Linked DNA regions of Mus musculus: region 2 is linked to region 1. The links are chromatin contacts, called in public promoter capture Hi-C maps. All regions are on one chromosome and are shown on one strand. The core of a region is the stretch at or near the end of the contact, and the rest is flanking DNA. Distances in the headings are between cores, read along the strand shown. Region 1 holds the start of Stpg2 (sperm tail PG rich repeat containing 2). Region 2 overlaps Stpg2 (sperm tail PG rich repeat containing 2).

Region 1 (7,551 bases), core at 4,286-6,785:
ATGCCTATGCAACAAGAACCTTAGCCACTGAGCTGCTTCTCCAGCCTTCTTCCTCTTCTAATCACATGTGACAGCTACATTTAGCTGAGAAAACATTTTATCTACCACTGTTCTGTGATCTTAAATAGCAAATATTATGTGTGTGTGATACATATACGTATGTAAATAAAGTTATAGACATTGCTAAAGAAGTATTTCAGTGATAGAGCACATACCTAGGATGCACCAAGAGAGACTTAGAGGGAGAGAGAGACATAGAGGTAGAGGGAGGCAGAAAGGGAGAGGGAGCGAGAGCGAGAGAGTGAGAAAGAGAGAGAACTGAGATGGAGATAATTTAAACCAGATTGACAGCAAGTTATTGATGATGCTTTGGCACATAATTGGTGCTCAGTAAATATTTCTTGATTGTCTAATTCTAAACAAAAGTTTACAGAACAAGTAATCACTGTACTAGACATATTTGAATAGCAAATTTGGGTAGCCTACTAAATGTATTTTAAGAAGGTGAAAAAGGACACCATAATACATCCATTCCTCAGATCATTGATGTTAGAGTATATAACAAATATGTGTGGTTTTAAACTCTGTATATAAAAGAAATGGGCAATGAAGAAGAAATCTAGTATTCATAAAATCTTCATTGGAATTTTCCAAAATTAATCATAATCTTCTGTTACAGAGCTCAAGTATACATGGAGTTATGAATACAACAAAAACACAAAATAAAAACAACTGTAGTGATAATTTTCACATAGATAGGTCCTCTTCCGTTTAATTTGTAGCTGTGTACTAATGTTTACATGTTTCTCAGAATTTCCAACTGGCCTGGTGCCTTAGTTAGGGCTTTACTGCTGTGAACAGACACCATGACCAAGGCAAGTCTTATAAGAAACAACACTTAATTGGGGCTGGTTTACAGGTTCAGAGTCCATTATCATCAACCTATTCCAACAAGGCCACACCTCCAAATGGTGCCACTCCCTGGTATAAGAATATACAAACCATCACACCTGGTTTTCCCCAAACATTGGCTCTCAAGTGCTAAAACTAGACTAATTACATACAACCAGGATGTTTGGTGACTACCATAATACTCTGCTGTTAGAGTGTGTGAAGGTGTGTCTCTATATATTCAATTGTTAATTCTGTACTGGAAGAGAGTGAAATACTAGCAGGTCCTCGGTATTGTTATTTCTATAGCCCATCCTCTGTCTCATATTGTGTAAGTATTTGTTCTTCCTTACCTGTGGATGGATGGACTAGAGCAGAGCAGAGTTGTAGGACTGACCACATAACAGAGTATAATGGCAGGATTGGTGGGGTTAGAGTAGCTGGGAGATTGCTCTAGCTGAAAGACCTAAGCTTTAAAATATTTTTTTAAAACCTTCTGTGTTGTTACTTTTATCACTGGCAGGCATAAGGTAGTCTTGCAATACTCTTCACAATCAACAATAAAGAATAACTGGTTTTCTATATTATACATTTTGTTAGTCATTCATAATACTGGATATTTTGTATACTGTATTATGTATTCTATGAGCCTGCGTAATAAAGAAAGTACAGTAAAAGATAAAAACCTGATTTCAAATGATGGAGAAATTAAGTAAAGACAATTATCATACTATCTATGCTGCCAATGTCTAAGGTACAAAAAGAAGAGTGCTCCAGAGAATTCACATTAGTAGAATTTGATGTGGGGTATATAAATAAGCTGACATATGAAGTGGTACCTTACAATGATAAATCAAACTGACAGAAAAGGGAAATTAAGAGCATGGGAGAAGGAAAGATTTAAAAGGAATGAGTTCAGTTTGGGATATATTGAGTTTGATGTGCCGACAGCAAAAGATAAATCAGACTGGCACAAAGCAATAAAAGTCCATTCTACAAAAGAAGGTGTCCAGTATGTGATGAAAAGACAAGTTATGCAGCCACAATGACAGCCACAAAGCAAAGGGCGTTCTTCACATATAAAACAACAAGGTCATTGAAACAGGCATTCATCTGCAGAGATACCAGTGTACACAGCAATCACATATACATTAATTATCTAAACCTATGTCACAACTGCACTCCCTGGTATGTGCATTATCTATATTCTGACTAGCTAGGACAATAAAATCATTCTTGTCAGCATAAACATATAGGTGCATCTACAGGACCACTGATAAATCTCCTTCCACCCTGCACTGGTGGCAGATAAAACTCCTTCAAAGAAGAATGCTGCAAAAGAAAATAACTAGAAGATGCTGTTTTCCAGTTTAGTTGACTGATACATATTCCACATAGACAGCTAATGTTGGGTGCTGTTCACTTTGAAAGTACATTTAAAAAGTAATGAAATACTCCCGACACAATACCAGGATAGGCATGTATTTTTAAAAGAACTTGTTTTCTCATGTGATAAGATGGTAGACTAGGCTACCTCTCCTTAGGGAAATATTGCTTTAGGAAGATATGCTTCCTTCTCAGATTAGTTAAAAAAAAAAAAAAGCAAGACATAGCTCTTTTTTGCCTGTGGAATTTGAATATCCATTCTCTTTCCCACTCATAAAAACACAGTAGCTCAGTCCTGATCCATTAAGGATACAAATCTTAAGTTTATTCCTGATCAAATGACCTAAAACCAAGGCTATCAATTAGTATATTAAGTAGGAAAACATGGAGCTAGTATACTGGAGGGTTGGCTAAGTAAGATAAAGAGGAAAAAGGAGACCACTAGGTTGAGAATATCCTAACACTACAAGATCTGTCCCTCTTGTGAGGCTTGCTGTAAGAATTAAGTTACACAAGGTCCCTCCATCTTTCCTTTCCACATCAGACTCTTAACATACACCTAATCTTTCATTGAAATAGATGGACAGCTCTGCACAGTTCAGTAAATTACCTATTATAAACATGCATGAAATAGCATGGTAGCTGCTTTTAAATTATCTCATCGAGAAATGTAGCAGAAAAATGCTCAGAAACACCTGTTCTATCAATTATAAACATGTTGCCCTGAACAGCATAGCATGCACGCGCGCGCGCACACACACACACACACACACACACACACACACACACACACACAATCTCCTCAGAGTTCCCAAGCACAGAATTTTTAAACATACTTCAAAAGTGAACAAAGTATAATCCTTTAAGTTAGTATACAGGGCTGACTATATCCTACATACTACCCTTTAGTAACAAAAGCCATAGTGTTTTGGAGAAGGTGTTATGTGTGTGTGTGTGTCTGTCTTTCTGTGTGTGTGTGTGTGTGTGTGTGTGTGTGTGTACATGTGGAAGACAGATGACAACTTGTAAGAGTCATCTTACAAGATGTTAAGAGTTATTATGCTCAAGTCATCAAATTTGGCAGTAAGTGACTTTACCCATTAAGCCATCTCACCCACCCCATAGAAACTTTTAATGTGGTCCACTAGTTTATACGTTACTACAAGGTATTTTTCACTAAGAATATTGTTTTACTGGGTTGAAAACTAAGAATGGAGTAAACATCATGATCCCTGCTCTCAAGTAGTTTACATTTTGGTGGAGCTTTTGTGTGTGTGTGTGTGTGTGTGTTAGAATCAAACTGCTACCAAAAAAGTTACCATAAGCCAGAAGGATGGAAAAGTAAGACTAGTCAGAGATTTTTATTTCAATTGAATATCAAGAATAAGTAGAAGCAAGCCAGGAGGAGTAGGAGCATAGAACACACTGGGCACATGGTGCAAAAGAACAGAAGTGACAAAAAATGATCTTAAGAATATTATCAAGTTAGAATGGCTGAACTGTAGGTCATGTGTAGGAGCATGTACAGGTGTTTGGAAAGATCAGACTAAATGGAACACAAGACCGGGGGTGATAACAAAAAAGAATTCTACTACCATTGATGAGTTTAGATTTTTTAACCCTGCCGTTAACAAAAATAAATATATTTTTTGTTTTTCAAATAATGTATGTTTTTTAAACATACTACTAAACACAAAATGAAAGATAAAATTATGACACTGAGACAGAAACAACATGCTACTGATTTAATTGAGAAAAAATAAATTGGATTGTATTAAATTGGGTAGCTATGAACAAAGGGGAAGAATTTCTGAGAGATTGTGAACATTTAACCAATGGTCTTAAAGGCCAAGAGAAATGGCCAGGCAAAAAAAGTAAGCTAGAGTTCTAAAGCTTAGACCAGCCATGCAAGGATGTCTGTAAAGTGACTGACAACGACGCAGACTTTAAGCCTGTGGGAAACTTAGAGACATAAACCACCTCTATCTCTATAAAGAATTTCACTTGGGAGTGGCTGGATATAAATGGTGATTGAAGTAACAGATATGAATAAGAGAGTACAATGAGCAAAGCAACAAGAACAAGATGTAAAGCTAAGTATCTTATAAATTTAGCTGTGCATGATTAGTGGGAAAAAAAGAAAAATAAAACATGATTCCTTGCTTCAGTACCGAATCATGTGTCAGGTACTGAACAGCAGGAAAAAAAATGAGACAGAAAGCAACAAAGAAAGTGGTCAGCTGTACCAAAATAAAGGTCAAAAAAAAAAGTTATGGGTGTGCAAAAGCATCATAGGTGTGCCCATTACAGATGGTCACTGGTAAACACAAGATGCTGGGGAATACATGCTTATACCATCTCAACAGTACTTGGCATAGGTACCAAAAATGCTGAGGACAGATGCTGAAAAGATGTAAAATTTGAGATCTGAAACGCAAACAGAATTTTACCATGTCCAGAGAAACTTAAACTAACCATAATGGAGCAGGGATGTAAACAGAGTACTCACTCCTGGAACTTTAAGGGGGCAGGAGGTATTTTATATCTACTGAAAAATGCAGGTTTACAAAAGAAACCACTAGAATTTGGGTGGTATTAAACTCAAACAAAAACAAAAACCAGAACTTTAAAAGCAGAGACCGAATTAGAAATATTTATTAAAAGTTGGACCTAATTCACAAACTGGGGGGGGGGGGGGGGGTGAGAAATGAAGAAAAGCAATTAACTACTTCAATTATTAGTCCCTAGGCCACCCCTGAAGGCTATAACTTTTCACAGAATGTAGAAAGAGGGTCTCAGTATAAAGCCAGGGATGGTCAGATAACTTCACTCCGGGGAGTGGGGGAGATTGGGGACGGGATCCAATTTGTAAGTGATAATACAGAATAGAAATGTAAACAATTACATCGTGGTAAATAAATCTGATTAAAGTGTGTGCAAAAGCAAGTATTGTGTTTCATACAGTCACAAACTTGTTATGTCATACAGTCAAGAGCCAAGGAATCAAAATCCTGGTTCTAGTATCGTCTCTACCTGCGACGTGTTACATTTCTGAACAGTGGTCCTTTTTGACTTTGTGTTTAACCTGAGGGCAGGCTGAAGGCGGGCCGTCTGTCACCGCAAGCTGGCCATCAGCATCTTACCTGTGGCCTGCTGCTTAGGAAAAGGTACCTGGTAGGTCCCAGGCCCCACGTGCTCCTCGGTGCTGCCGCGGTTGGCACAGTCGAGCCAGCGCGGAGCACGGTCATACATAGTGATGAGGGGCGGGGCCCACGGGACCGGAAACTAGACAGGCGGCCTGCGTCGTCCCTACACGCGGGACTAGAGTGCGAGCTGCGTGCTGACTGGCTCAGCGGCGTCAGCTTTCCCTCGGGTCCTCGGCACAGAGGTAAAGTGGCGAGGACAGCAGCCAGAGGACCCGCCCGCCAGCCCGCCAGCGTTCAATTCAGCGCTCACGGGTCACGCCAGAGACCGGGCTTAGCCGCCTGAACTTCCGGCTCTGGCTCCGCCCACTCCCCGCCTCCCGGAAACCTTGGAAGGGCAGAGGCCGGAAGGACTCGGGCCTGTAGGTGCACTTCCGGCACCGGCCTCGGAGCATTTCCGGTCGAGCGCTCAGAGCTCGGAGATGTCTTGTAGAGTCTGACGAAGCTCCCTGCGCTAGGCAGGGCGGTGCTGCACCTCAGCTCCACCTCAGCTCCGCCTCAACTCACCTGCTTCCTGTCCCAGAATACCTTCGCTGCGCAGAAAAGCCCTAGAAACGCACTAGAAGGAGGCGAATTAATTTGATTTTGATTTGCCTTCCCTGTAAATCAGGGTGACTGGAAAGACCCGGGGGGCGGGGCAGCGAGGCGGGGACAGGTGGAATAGAAAAGCTCGGGACCCCAAAACAGGGTTTGGGATCAGCAAAGTCCCCCTTCACTCCTGTCAAAAAGGCATCCTCTGAATAAAGTCACTACTGAATCTGACCTGCAGGCCATCAAGATTTCTAAAGGAAAGCTGGGAACGCAGAGGGTTGGGGGCGGGGGTGGGGGGGTGACAAGAAATGGCAACATCTGAAAAGGGGAAAGCTTGCCTACTGAAGCAAGTCAAGGGCAAGGGCTAAAAACTGCTTCTGGTGTTGGACACGGATAAATGGCAACATTGTCTACAAAGTAAGGTGAAGGCATCGAAAAAGCCCAAGCCACCCTCATCGATCCACTGAATCTTCAGCAACAGGCGCTGGAGAGTATCAGAATCCATCTATGTGTTTGGTTGGTTTTTTTCATTAAGAAATCCACACAGCTTCTAAACATCCTTAAAGGCTTAGGCCAGTGGTTCTCAACCTTCTGAATGCTGCAACCCTTTAATACGGTTTCTCAACTTGTAGTGGCCCCATACCATAAAATCATTTTCATTGCTACTTTATAACTTTGGTACTGTTAGGAAGCACAATGTAAGTATTTTTGGAGGTAGAAGTTTGCCAGTGGGGTTGTGACCCACAGGTAAAGAACCACTGGCTTAGGCAATCCTTCCATGGCCCTGCCTTACCCACAAAAGAGCTAGAGTGCCTCAGTCCCCAATACAAACTTAAATATATTTAAATTTTGTGATTCTTAGTTTGCTACTTAGTTCTGAATTAATTGTGGCATCTCTGTTAGAATACTCAAAAAGTATGTGTGTGTGGTTCCTAAGAATCTTTTGATGTCTTCTACTAAACAGCTGGATCATTACTTACTTGAAAAGAACTTATTGGCAAATGTATATAGTTCTCTTACTCTTCTAAGTTAACCTGGATACAAATAAAACTAAAGCCCCTGTCCCTGGGTAGGTCATGAATAGCCCAAGAAGGGGCAAGCAAGGTATACAGAATGGCAAGAGAATATCACAAGCACTTGGGAAACTTATTTGTAATGAAGTGTTTAACTTTCTTGTTAACCTTAATGCTTCCTACATTCTTATAAAACTCATAAGTAGCTGGGAAGTGGTGACACATGCCTTTAATCCTAGCACCCAGAAGGCAGAGGCAACAGATCTCTGTGAGTACCAGGCCATCCCAGTCTACCAAGTGAGTTCCAGGACAGCAAGGACTACACAGAGAATCCCTGTCTCAAAAAAGGAAACATAAGAGTTCTTGGTGGGGGTTTTTTGTTTGTTTGTTTTGTTTTTTGTTTGTTTGTTTTGCCTCATATATCTGGCAAGATCCCATTCAGAAGAACTAGAATGGATGTGCAATGACATACTAGAAAGAGTCACAGATAAAAGGATGGAAAATTGTGTCATTAAAAGTCATGTTTC
Region 2 (6,995 bases), core at 2,197-4,696, 40 kb before region 1:
CTATATTTATATTACTTTTATCCATCTCTATTCCTTTCCATATGTACCATCACCCCTTCTCCAATTCATTACCTCGTCTGTAATTATTAGTTACATATTTATATAAACATACTTAGCCATTCTGATTGGTATAAGGTGTTGTTTTGATTTTCATCTCTCTGATCACTAAAGACTTTGAACATTTCTTTAGGTGCTTCTCGGCCATTCAATATTCCTCAGTTGAGAATTCTTTGTTTAGCTCTGTACCCCATTTTTTAATCGGGTTATTTGGATCAGACACTATTCTGGATGCCAACAAGTGCTTGCTGACAGGAGCCTGATATAGCTGTCTCCTGAGAGGCTTTGGCAGTGCCTGACAAAGACAGTGGTGGATGCTCTCAGCCAACCATTGCACTGAGCACAAGGTCCCCAATGGAGGAGTTAGAGAAAGGACCAAAGGATTTGAAGGAGCTTGCAACCCCATAGGAGGAACAACAATGTGAACCAACCAGTACCCCCTCCCAGAGCTCTCAGCGACTAAACCACCAACCAAAGAGTACTCATGGAGGGACCTATGGCTCCAGCTGCATATGTAGCAGAGGATAGCCTTGTTTGACATCAATGGGAGGAAAGACCCTTGGTCCTGCGAAGGCTCGATGACCCAGTGTAGGGGAATGCCAGGACAGGAAACCAGGGGTTGGTGAGGAGGGGGGGAGGGGATGGGATAGGGGGTTTTCAGGGGGGAAACTAGGAAAGGGGATAACATTTGAAATGTAAATAAAGAAAATATTTGATAAAAAATTAATAAATAGACCCTTATGAAACTGGAAAGCTTCTGTAAGGCAAAGGACACTGTCAATAAACAAAGCAACAACCTACAGATTGGGAGAAAAATCTTCACTAACCCCACATCCAATAGAGGGTTAATATCCAAAATATGTAAAGAACTCAAGAAGCTAACCACCAAAAACCCAAACAACCCAATCAAAAAGTGGAGTATAGAAATAAACCAAGAATTCACAACAGAGGAATCTCGAATAGCTGAGAAGCACCTAAAGAAATGTTCAAAGTCCTTAGTGATCGAAGAATTGCAAATCAAAACGACCCTAAGATTCTACCTTACACCAATCAAAATGGCTAAGTTCAAAACCTCAGGTGACAGCACATGTTGGTGAGGATGTGGAAAAAAATAACAATCCTCCATTGCTGGTGGGATTGCAAACTGGTACAACTACTCTGGAAATCAATCCAGAGGTTCCTCAGAAAATTGGACATAGTATTTTCTGAGGACCCAGCTAGACCACTCCTGGGCATATACCCAAAAGATGCCCCAACATATAAAAAAATGCTCCATTACTGCATAGCAACCTTATTTATAATAGCCAGAAGGTGGAAAGAACCCAGTTGTCCTTCAACAGAAGAATGGATACAGAAAATGTGGTACATTTACACAATGGAATACTACTCAGCTATTAAGAATGAGGACATCCTAAGTTTGGAAGGCAAATGGATGGAACCAGAAAATATTAACTTAGGCCCCAAAGGACATGCATGGTATGTACTCACTAATAAGTAGATATTAACCAAAAAATAATAATAATACAGAATACCCCAAGATACAGTTCACAGAACTCAAAAAGGTCAACAAGCCGAAGGGCCCAAGTGAGGATGCCTCAATCCCACTTGAGAGAGAGAAGAAAGCAATCACAAGGGGGGACCTAGCTAGGAAAGGGGACACGGAGGGGGAGAGGGGAATATGATCAGCAGAAAGAATGGAAACAGGCAACCTCAGAAGGTAGGAGGTGGGGAGAACCTCCAAAATGTACCAGACCTGGGAGGTGAGAGACTCCAGGACTCAAAGGGAGGGACCTTAGATGAAATGCCCTACAGTACAGAGAGGGAAGTTAAACTTTTTTTTTTCCAGTTTTAACTTTTTTTTTTTGGTTTCATTTTTTAAAATTGTTTTCTTTATTTACATTTCAAATGTTATCTATCCCCTTTCCTAGTTTTCCTTCTAAAAATCCCCTATCTCCTACCCCCTACCACTGCCTCTCAACCCACCCACTTCCATTCCTGGTCCTGGCATTCCCCTATACTGGGGCATAGAGCCTTCACAGGACCAAAGGCCTCTCCTCCCATTGATGACTGACTAGGCCATCCTCTGCCACAAATTCCACCATGTGTTTTCTTTGGTTGTAAATTTCACTAGGTGGCGCCAAAACTTTGACCATCATTCTTGCCCAGCTGTGAACTCTGTCAGCTACAGTGACGACCTGTTTAGGAAGGTAAGCTCGCTGGTGCAATGGTGGCACAGATGCCCAGGAGGTATCTTAACACCTGCTTTACTTATTAGGGCCAGAAACTAGGCTTGTTAAAGGTCCTAGGGGAAAACCACAATGATTAATCCGCAAAATAGATATTGTATATAACTGACTCCTAATGACTTCTTGTTATACCCATAGACAATTCCAATATGCTGTATTAACCAGCAGAGCTCCTTACATATGACCATAAAGTTGCGTAGCTATGATACATTACGTATCCAAACTAAGTACTCGCTGGTACTTCATTTAAAAAGTTTGTGACCTTTATTTATGAAACCATTCTTCTTTTTCATATAGAATGAACTATTTCTTCTTTTTCTTCCTCTTTTCATGTGTGTGTGTGTGATGTACATACATGCATGTTTGAATATTCACATATGTGCAAGCGCTCAAGTATAATGGAGGCCCAAGGGCCTGCAATCTTCTGTGATTGTTTTTCCACCTTCTTCTTTGAGGCAAGGTGTCTGAGATCATGCCCACCCAACAGTTACATAGGTTCTGGGGATAAGGACTCTGATCCTCTTGTTTGTATAGCAAGCACTTTAATCACTGAGCCAACTCCTCAGATCACTTTGGATCTTTAGCATACTGTGATGGTTTGTATATTCTTGGACCAGGGAGTGGCACCATTTGAAGGTGTGGCCTTGTTGGAATAGTGTGTCACTGTGGGTATGGGCTTAAGACCCTCACCCTAGTTGCCTGGAAGTCAGTCTTCCACTAGCAGCCTTTGGATGAAAATGTAGAACTCTCAGCTGTACCTGAGCTATGCCTGCCTGGTTACTGCCATGCTCCCACCTTGGTGATAATGGGCTGAACCTCTGAACCTGGAAGTCAGCCCCAATTAAATGTTGTTTTTTTTTATAAGACTTGCGTTGGTCATGGTGTCTGTTCACAGCTGTAAAGCCCTAACTAAGACAAATACCAATGTCTACAAAAGATCATAAGAGTCAGAGGTTGGAGAAGATCAGGGTCAAATAGCATCCCCAAGACATGACAGCACCCTCATGAATTCACAGTAAGCATGGTTGCCTGCTTTAAACCTATACAGGATCAAGCTAGTCAGTGGTCTAAAATGGGGGGAGAAAGGACTTACAAGGCCCTATCTTAACTGAAAAGCTATTAATAGTTGATTGTTTCTAAAGGAAGAAGAGTCGGTTTCCTTTAAGGATGTGGTCAACTACACTCCAGTGAATGGCTTGTGAGTATTGGGGCAACAGAAAGCAGACTCGGGGCTTTCTTTTGTTTTGTTTTTTTAGAGAGAGAGTACAGGAAGTTGAGAAGTAATGAGGAAGTGGGGAATCAATCTAGAAAGATTTAGAAAGAAGAGTTGGAGGCAAATGTGATCAAAATATACTGTAGGAAATTCCCAACTTAAAATTAAAAAATATATTAAAATAAAATATGTAAGTATTCTGCCAACCACTTCCTTGACACAATACAATTTCTAAAATTACCATCAATATGTCCTAGAGTTTTCCATGTGCAACAAAAAATAGTGATGTACAATATGATATTCATGAGATAATATGTTGCCACATATCTTATAATTACGATAAGTGAAAGACAATGCAAAAACAAATCAAAACTGGAGATAAAGAAAGAACTGTAAGTTAAAACAGTTTTTCTAAATGTGAACTCAAAGTTAAGACATCAATACTATTTTATTAGAAATGTAAGGTCCTACATGATATAAAATGACATGACAGTATGAGGAAATCACGCTTTTATACAATACCTATCACTCAAGTCCTTACCATATCCTAGGCACTGCGGTAAATACTAAGAACACCACACTGAATAAGGCATGATCCCAAACTCAGGAATATGATCAAAGGAAAAATCCACAAATGGTAATATTCAAAAAAATTAAAATTCACTCCATTGCTATTGACTACAGTTCATCGTGTTGTTATTTTACCTATTTCAAAAGTGTTTTTAATCACTTTAGACTGTGGTGAGCAGTGTAATAATACAGGCAATCTTATTATAACCTTAAAATCATCTAATATAAACTTTTCTCCTCTAAGAAAATGTAACATCATAAAAAGAGGATTTTTAATGCAATTGTTAACTTTAATAGACACCAAAAATTTGCCACTAAACATCATCTTGAGGACTAGTTTGAGGTGAAATGAAAGAATATTAGCCTAACATGATGGTACTTTGGATTCTGTCTTCAATGCAGTCAGAAAAATACTTTTGACAATAATTTATTTGTATTTCAATGACAAAAATCTTATGCATATGTATAAATAAGTTCTGTTGATAAATAAAACCTTAACAGAAAACAAAAGCTTTATCATGTTTTAGATTCAGTTTCAGAATACAGTTTTACACTATAATATAAAATTACTTCATATATCCACTAGAACCTACCAATCAACATGAATAATTTTATCTGGTTTTTAAAGAATAATTGTTATTTTATTAGAACAAATGCATTACTGTTGTGATTATGTATCTTTTTCTAACATTATATGATGTTTTATCTTGGGTAAATGATTCATTGTTGGTTAACATGTAAGCCAAGGGAACCTTGGATAGGAAAAAAATCTTACTGAAATAGTTGCGAGATCTTTCTAATGGAGAGTCAGCTAGTCTTACTCTAAATGTATCCCTTTTTAAATTTTTGCACTACAATCTTTACCTCTTAGGTTAAAACATATTATACAGGAAAAATAAGAGTTTTATTAACCTAAAATTTTCAAATGGGAAAAAATTTTCAATATACATCTAAAAGTGGAAAGTACATCTTAATGAGTTTTATGTGGATAGAGACACAATTTGGAACAAAAAAAAGTGAAAATCTTGCTTTTACAATTAAAACCACACAAAATGTTATGCTTGGTTTATTTTAAAAAGCAGAAAGAACAAAATTCACAAATTAAGAAGCCCTTGAGACAATGAAAGAACTTAAGTAAACTGACATTGCAGGACTTTTAAAGGTATCTAGGTCATAACCTTACTAGAGAAAGGACGACAGAAAAGCAACCACGGGTAAGGGAAGTAAGGGGTGTGGAAGGAATAATAATACTAGTGTTATTCCTAATTACTAGTCCTAATATTACTAGTGTTATTCTGTATTACTATTCCTAATAATACTAGTATTCTTAATTATTATTTCTAAAATACTAGTATTATTCCTAATTACTGTTCCTAATACTAGAATTATTCTTCCTAAAGAAAAACTTAGGTCAATTTAAAGATATTTGAAGAAAATCACTGTCCAATACTTAAATAACAAAAGCAGGAATGGGCTTCCTGCTTATTCCTTTATGATAAAGTATCCAAGCAGAGCCAGTGACCACTGTACTGCAGAGTGAACATGTACTGTAGCTACTTCTACAAAACCCATTGGGTAACACAGCCATCAGGTATAGTAGACATACACAGAAAATTCATGAAATATCCCTTTAAACTTACCTTTTTTTCCTCCTGCAATATTATCGCTTCATATAGCCGTGGGACATATGTATAATAATTATGCTCTTGTTCTCTCTTGATGTTAATATTTTCACAATGTAGTTTCCTTTTCCTTTCAAAAATCCAGATAGAATTTGAGTTTTCAATTTTAAATACACAAATATTTTATAAGCAAATATAATTTTTATACCAAAAGCTTCAGCTTCAAGTGGATTTAATAACATCAACAGGTTGGATCAATACATTCAAATTCTTATGAAAATATATCTTATGTTGACTGGTTTTGGTTTTTTTTAATGGAGTACTGGGACTGCCAAGATAGGTCAGGGGCTTGAATGTACTTGATATAGAGCCCGATGGCCTGAGTTTCATCCCCAGAACTCAACTAGGAGAAGAGAAGGATCCCCACAAGGTGTCCTCTGACATCAGCATAGATGTGCACACAGATGCACACATATACACAGACACACACAACAGCAAGGAAATTAAAACTCAGAGTACTGTGATAAAATTGCTCTAAGAAAAACTACTCCAAGGGGAAAATGGGCCATGATACTTGCAGCATGAACTGACATCATCAAGGTAATTTTTTTTAAAGTGTTCTGATATTCTACTTATGTATGTCTTTAAAATCCAAAAATTCCTTGGTATTTTAATTTCTGCTTAAAATAAGAAAAATAGCCTTTTCTACTTATAACATAAAGCAGCAAGGCAAAGTGCATAACAATCTCTAAGAATCAAGAGAAAATGTATTTTCATTGCTATTAGACAGTTTAAAGAAAAAAGAAAACAGCAGTGAATAGTTCCACATGCTAAAGGGAGACAGTCTGCTAAGAATCACACCGCTGGTTTTATGACCTAATATAAACCACGCAGTCTCTCTTAGCTTCATATTCTTCATCTATACTTGGACATATTAATAATTAGTTCTCTATAACATAATGAAAAAAGAAAAAAAACAGATGTAGGGTATTTAATGTCATTCAGGGCCCAATAAACCCACTACAACTTACAGCATTAATCATTGATAGAATTATATTTAAGTAAACCACACTTGCTGTTTTTCCTACATATTGAACAGCACTGCAAAGACATTCAACATTTTTTTTTGAAAATCTCTGCTAACTACACAAAGACTAAAATAACGTAGGTAACAGAAAAACAGGCTTTAGATTATTGAATAGTTGCCGCTAATTTCAGAATTCTGAGCTTTCACCACTCTGGCTCACTTTCCACTAATTTTATTTGTATAAAATTTTACAAGTAAGC

Evidence for each region. Promoter capture Hi-C pulls out the DNA fragments that hold promoters and counts their contacts.
Region 2: a promoter capture Hi-C map of pre-B cells shows a contact between it and region 1, with 2.6 times the contacts expected there. The contact joins the enhancer-like site here to the promoter of Stpg2 in region 1. A contact is called at or near these places in 3 of 39 promoter capture datasets (the C10 cell line, macrophages and pre-B cells), 2 of 15 datasets of contacts at CTCF or cohesin (large pre-B cells and pro-B cells), 4 of 484 Hi-C or Micro-C datasets (granulocyte-monocyte progenitors, large pre-B cells, nephron progenitors and 1 more), 2 of 115 datasets of contacts at active chromatin or transcription factors (effector CD8 T cells and memory CD8 T cells) and 2 of 9 other capture datasets (liver and pancreatic islet).

Annotation. Positions count from the first base shown.
Region 1 is chr3:139,203,877-139,211,427 of GRCm38.p6, reverse strand. Stpg2 (sperm tail PG rich repeat containing 2) reads right to left here and starts at 5,535. Exons shown (of 14, transcript NM_198659.2): 1 at 5,421-5,535. The coding sequence starts at 5,529.
Region 2 is chr3:139,241,917-139,248,911 of GRCm38.p6, reverse strand. Stpg2 (sperm tail PG rich repeat containing 2) reads right to left here. Exons shown (of 14, transcript NM_198659.2): 6 at 5,727-5,838. Among named protein-coding and RNA genes, the nearest start is that of Stpg2, 40 kb to the right of the region's middle. Within about 2 kb of position 3,446, at least 48 of the 459 cell types and tissues checked have an H3K27ac peak or open chromatin away from gene starts, as enhancers often do. A contact at or near this core is called in effector CD8 T cells, granulocyte-monocyte progenitors, memory CD8 T cells and 2 more, where this site is marked.